Regions from separate parts of the Mus musculus genome. Here region 2 is linked to region 1. The links are chromatin contacts, called in public Hi-C maps. All regions are on one chromosome and are shown on one strand. The core of a region is the stretch at or near the end of the contact, and the rest is flanking DNA. Distances in the headings are between cores, read along the strand shown.

Evidence for each region. Hi-C and Micro-C count contacts between places; a contact is called where the count stands out from the background.
Region 2: a Hi-C map of forebrain shows a contact between it and region 1, with 2.9 times the contacts expected there. The contact joins two enhancer-like sites. A contact is called at or near these places in 10 of 484 Hi-C or Micro-C datasets (the N1E-115 cell line, cardiomyocytes, cerebral cortex and 7 more) and 5 of 115 datasets of contacts at active chromatin or transcription factors (cardiomyocytes, embryonic basal ganglia, embryonic stem cells and 2 more).

Annotation. Positions count from the first base shown.
Region 1 is chr17:9,763,431-9,766,130 of GRCm38.p6, forward strand. All of the region lies in intron 3 of 4930452A19Rik (RIKEN cDNA 4930452A19 gene), which reads right to left. Among named protein-coding and RNA genes, the nearest start is that of 4930452A19Rik, 11 kb to the right of the region's middle. Within about 2 kb of position 1,356, at least 156 of the 459 cell types and tissues checked have an H3K27ac peak or open chromatin away from gene starts, as enhancers often do. A contact at or near this core is called in forebrain, where this site is marked.
Region 2 is chr17:9,977,759-9,980,504 of GRCm38.p6, forward strand. No RefSeq gene overlaps it. Among named protein-coding and RNA genes, the nearest start is that of Gm34799, 72 kb to the left of the region's middle. Within about 2 kb of position 1,298, at least 5 of the 459 cell types and tissues checked have an H3K27ac peak or open chromatin away from gene starts, as enhancers often do. A contact at or near this core is called in forebrain, where this site is marked.

The DNA.
Region 1 (2,700 bases), core at 106-2,605:
ATTTAACAATGTAGCAACATCTGTGTTTTATTTTTTAAGGGCATTTTCTAGAACATCCAAAGCAACTGTGTCTATATGACCTATATGGTAATGCAAAGAAACTCACTTGGGGAGGAGGCCCAGGACCATGGCTGGGGAAGAGGAGAAAGAAAGAAAGAAAGAAAGAGAGAGAGAGAGAGAGAGAGAGAGAGAGAGAGAGAGAGAGAGAGAGAGAGAGAGAGAGAGAGAAAGAAAAAAAAACCAGCGACACTTTTGAAATTGGAAAAGGTCTATTTTCATTACTCCCGACATATTTCCTGACAGCTCATCAGGTTATTGCCAACCAGAGGAGTTTCTAAGCCAAGAGAGGAAAACAGAAAGGAGAGGGAGAGCAAAATTTTGCCCCCCCCCCCCCGCCCCAAAGTAGCATTAGTAAGGGAAGCCGCCTGTTTCTCTTCTTTCGGTGTTTGTTTATTTGTTTGTTTGTTTGGGGTTTGGGGTTTTGGGCTTTTTCTATTTCAATTTTCAGAAAGAAACGGAGGTGGGGAGAAAGCATCAGAAAGCGATCAACCGCGTCTTTTTCTTCCTCTCGGGCTAATTTTGAAACAAGAGAGGCGAAAAGGTCAGCCACATGGGAAAGAGAAGGGATTTTTGCATTGTTCATGGGGGAAAATTCAACATTGTTTGATTCGCCCCTTAAACATTTGCTGAATGTCCCCTGCCCCGACACACTGTGGTGTTCCCAACCTTGTACGAGAGAGAAAACTCACTCGGAGCTCTAAAGGGCCAGGAAGACTGACGCAGACAGGCAAACACACAGGTGGGGAGGAGCTGGTGCAGGGGAATGACAGGAAAGGGCTGCTAAGTGACAGGACAGTCAAACTCTCCAGAGCCTCCCAGATGACCACCTGCAGAATCCATGCTCCCAGAGGAGGGCAGAACAAGCCCTAAGACCCTAGGCCAGAAAAGGGCCATTCGTACTATAGAACGCATTATGGTGGATTTGAGACCAGGAAGAGCATAGGGATGAGGCTACGAAAGCTGCCAGACCTAGAATTTTATCCAAGGTCCATGGGGGAGTTAGTGGAGGTCTTTATCTGTCGATTTAACAATTGTTGTTAAAGAGACTCAAACTCTGGGGGGGTGGGGGGGAAGAGAGAGGGAGGGAGGGAGGGAGGAGGAGGAGGAGGAGGAGGAGGAGGAGGAGGAGGAGGAGGAGGAGGAGGGAGCATTGCCCACATTTATTTCACCCAAACTCCACCCACCTCCTAATCAACGCCTTCTCAATTTTATTTTATCATGTCTTGTTTTTGAGACACAGTCCGGCGTGTAGCGAGCTGGCGTCAAACCTGTTATGTAACTGAGGAGCTCTTTGAACTGCTCTCTCTCCCTACAGCCTTAACCCACCCCCCACACCCCAACCCAATACAGGAATTCAAGCTCCGGGATTGGCCCGGAGCTTCCTCTCCACCGTGGGAGCTGCCTGCCAGCTAAGCGCCCCTCCCCACAATTGTCCTGCAAACTCTTAATTCTGCTTCTTTCCCACATAAATAATTCAGTGTGTATCACACCGGAACACTGAGTAGTTCCTTAAACGCCGCACTCTAGAGATCAAACAGCGTGCCTGTGTGTAAGAGGAGACTGTGCACGTAATTTTCATTTTACTTCGCTCAGATCAGAATACAAGGACGGCTTCATGTCCTGCGTCTGGTTGATAGTCACTTTATTCCCTCTTAATCTGTAGGCGCCTTTTCATTGGAGGGTTTAAAGTAAGGGGATTTCGTACTTCTTGCGTGTTAAAATCTCTGCTTAAGCCCTGTGTAGTGAGAAGCTGTCCTGAGAGCTCGCTCTGTAGAGGAAGTGGCAAGCTGAGGGAATCTGTGATGGCGACCCAGCAGCTTGTGGGAGCAGTCCACACTCAGGCGACCCCAGAGGAGGAGAAAAGAATTCAGAAGAGTATAAGGGACTGTATACTGACAGTCCCGGTTTTTTTCTTGGTAGAATTTAGCGGGCTGAATTTTCAGATTACAAATGTATATATATATACCCGCATAAATGAATCAAATTGCCAGTGGACCCACGGGTGGAAACATAGATGTATTAAAAAGCAAATTAGGTCTGTAACACGCTTAGACAAAAGTAGGATAATACAGCAAAAGGGAGTCTCAAACTCACACAATAACATCCTCTGTTTAGAATACCCCACACGCCCTAAAGTAAGATTGTTTCTAGTTACCCAAAATTGATTTCCTTTCAGAATTGATCTTTTTCCTTGAAATTCTCACTGATAATTTAAAGTGACAGCATGGCCTGGTAGAATTAACTATTCTTCCCAGAGAGACAATAAAATATCTGACTTTAAATTTAAATTCTATTAAGAAGACCCAGGCACTGCAGGTTACTTGAGCCAAGCCTGTAGATTATTTCTGGGTCCTGGACTCTTAAGGGCCAGCTGACCTATAGCCAAGCCCCATCCTACAGGCACGCCCCGCCCCACGGCCAACCCATCCCTTGTCTCTCCACTCTTGATGGCTTTGGCCAGATCTCCCTCTCCTGCCCTCCATTTATCTGCAGCATGTTTTCCAGTATTCTTGCAGAGTTAGGAGTGAGATTCTGAACACTCTCATAAACTTTGTTCTATGTTCTTGTACCCATGGGCAGCTTTCTGTACGCTCATTGCCCATTTGAATTGAGCTTTCAGAGCATCTAGAAGTGTCACTT
Region 2 (2,746 bases), core at 48-2,547, 210 kb after region 1:
CTGCCTTTTAGACAATTTAAATTCAAACATCTGTCCTGTCTTCCTCCCTGAAGTTTAACCTCGAGAAGAAATTATTTCAGCAAAGAAAAAAAATGCATGAGCCCTTAGTTTTGAGGACTCCTTCCCCCATTACCCACTAAGTTAACTTCACAGACCCTCCACCTCTGCCTGTGCATTTCTTATCAATGCCCCCAATTGCTTGCAAATTTCGGGAAAGCAGCCGGTACCGAATGTAAGATCCGGACCTCTCACTCTTACAGCTGCTGATTCGGCCACATTCACAGGTTAGTGTTTGCTAGAAGAAAGGGCTAGAAAGCTCCTGTAGTCGTCGTAAATACCTATTCTCCAGCCGCACAAGCCTGACGCGGAGTGTCATTTCCTCCACCACATGGAGAAACATTAGTCTTTCCTTAAAAGGGGAGAGCTACACTTTTGATGCAAACTTTGCCCCACTCTGAATGATATGTGTGCCTTTTATGTTTATTAAACTGCTATCCAGCAGAAAAAAAAAGCAGCCTAATATTTTGACATGAAGGTCATTTGAAAGTTTTACTGCTTGCAAGGCTGATCCATTTTGTTGACAAAAAGCTCTCTCAGGGATCCCTGAGGTATCCCCGCCTTCCTGACTCTCCCAGAGTCTGACATTTCTTTCCCCCTCTCTCTTCACCTCTTCCCACCCATTAAATAGGTCCCAATGAATGACTAATTGCCACCTCATTAAGGTTGTCCCAATGAATGATGCTATGGCATTCGGAAAGGATTTGAGATAAACACCCAAATATCCATGATACTATAGTGAGGCTTCGTTTGAGAGGGGAGGAAGAAATGGAGATGCTACAAGCTCCGCCTATTCAGCAGCAGGAGCTGGGGTACCAGAATAAGGCACAGCACACACTTCAAAAACTGCAAAGGGTTCCACTAACATAGGCTCTTGGGGTGCAGACCTTCAAAGGTGCCTTGTTTTGCTGACATGGAAACCATAACAGAAGTGACACATGGTTCACCAGGGTGTCCCAGTGTGCCCGAGAAGGATAACAGGGAAGAAAGGGACTCCAGTCATAGGCACCCAACAAAGGACTCGAATGGAGCAAAACCGGGGAGGAAGTGAAGTCTCTACAGAGAGCCAACCCCCACCAGAGGACAGGAGCGACAGCAGCACAGCCCGGCCTTCATCTCTACAAAACACACAGCATTGCTTATTTTATCATTTGAACACTTCGAAAACAGAACAGGAATGGCGGCTGGTTTCCTTCCACTTTAAGGACACAGAAATCATTGCGTCCCTGAGAACAAAGATGGCCTTTCACGCTCTGCTCGTCCCGGCATAACATTAGCAATAACAGAACAGCACAGACAGTAGCCCTGAGGTAAATCAGACCTCACAGCCACCACCAAAAACAAAAACAAAAATAAAAACAAAAACAAAAACAAAAAGCAAATTACCAGAGAGCAAAGTGCAGCAGCACCCTCTAAAATGTCACCTGTACTTTAAAGGGCTCCGTCTTTATTTCTTTATTTATTGCCTGCATTCAGGATCCTGTTGCCAATATTGATCATGGGGTGTTATTTTCTCATTTCAGTAACAGCCCGGCACCTGATTCTACTTATAGCGTCTCCAGAAAGAAACATCAACCTAATAAATGAAATCACATGACAAGATCTGGCTTTATTTATTGTTTATTTATTTATTGTCTCATAATTACACTGAAGTTGCTTTTCTTTCTATAGCCACCCCAAATGCCATGGGATGAAGCTATGAATGCAGGGGCCCCTTCAGCTTCTAGTGAGAGACAATTACCCAGAGCTAAAAGCACAGAACTAAGTAATTATCATATTTGGCCAGGAATTCTCTGCAGCTAAAGAGAAGTGAGGTGCTGAACATCGCTCTGTGGATGGCAGGAACTTATTACCATTTGTTAAGTCACGTGTCTCTGAAACATCTCAGCAAAAACCGACATTATACAAAAAGCCACACTTGATGTCTCTCTGTAAGGTCCATCTGGAGGGACCCACTGTCACAGCACATGGGAGCCAGTGTGAATGCCCACAACATTTAGCCAGCATGGGCAATTCTTACATTTTAATTTAGTTACTGGTGGGGGAGACATGTGGCAATGTGGAGGAGGTCAGAGGACAGTTGTCCAGAGCTGCTTCTCTCTTGCAAGCCCCAGGGATTGAACCCAGGTTGTCACACTCACTCAGCAAGCGACTTCACTCGCTGAGCAGGTCCCTCATCGTGTCTCTGAAAGAGAAGCGGGATTGACTCTAATTGGGGCTAATGTCCAGGAGACTCACATTCGTTAACAGCCTTGTCATTCACCTGACACACGCCAGGCAGAGTGTTTCTGTAGCACAGGTTAGCTCCTGGTTCTTCCCATTCACTCTTGTGACAGTCTAAGCCATGTAAGAATTTATAGACAGGTGATAAAAGACTCATCTATCATCTATCTATTATCTATCTATCTATCTATCTATCTATCTATCTATCTATCTATCTATTGTCCATCCATTTACCATCTACCCACAATCTATCATCTATCTACCATCTATCTATCTATCTATCATCTATCTACCATTTATCTACCATCTATCTATCATCTATCATGTATCTATCTATCAATCATGTATCTGTCTGTCTGTCTGTCTGTCTGTCTACATAGAGTCTTATGCATCTCAGTCTGGCCTGGAACTCTCCATGTAACTAAGGATGACCGTGAACATCTGGTCCCCCTGCCTCTACCTTCCA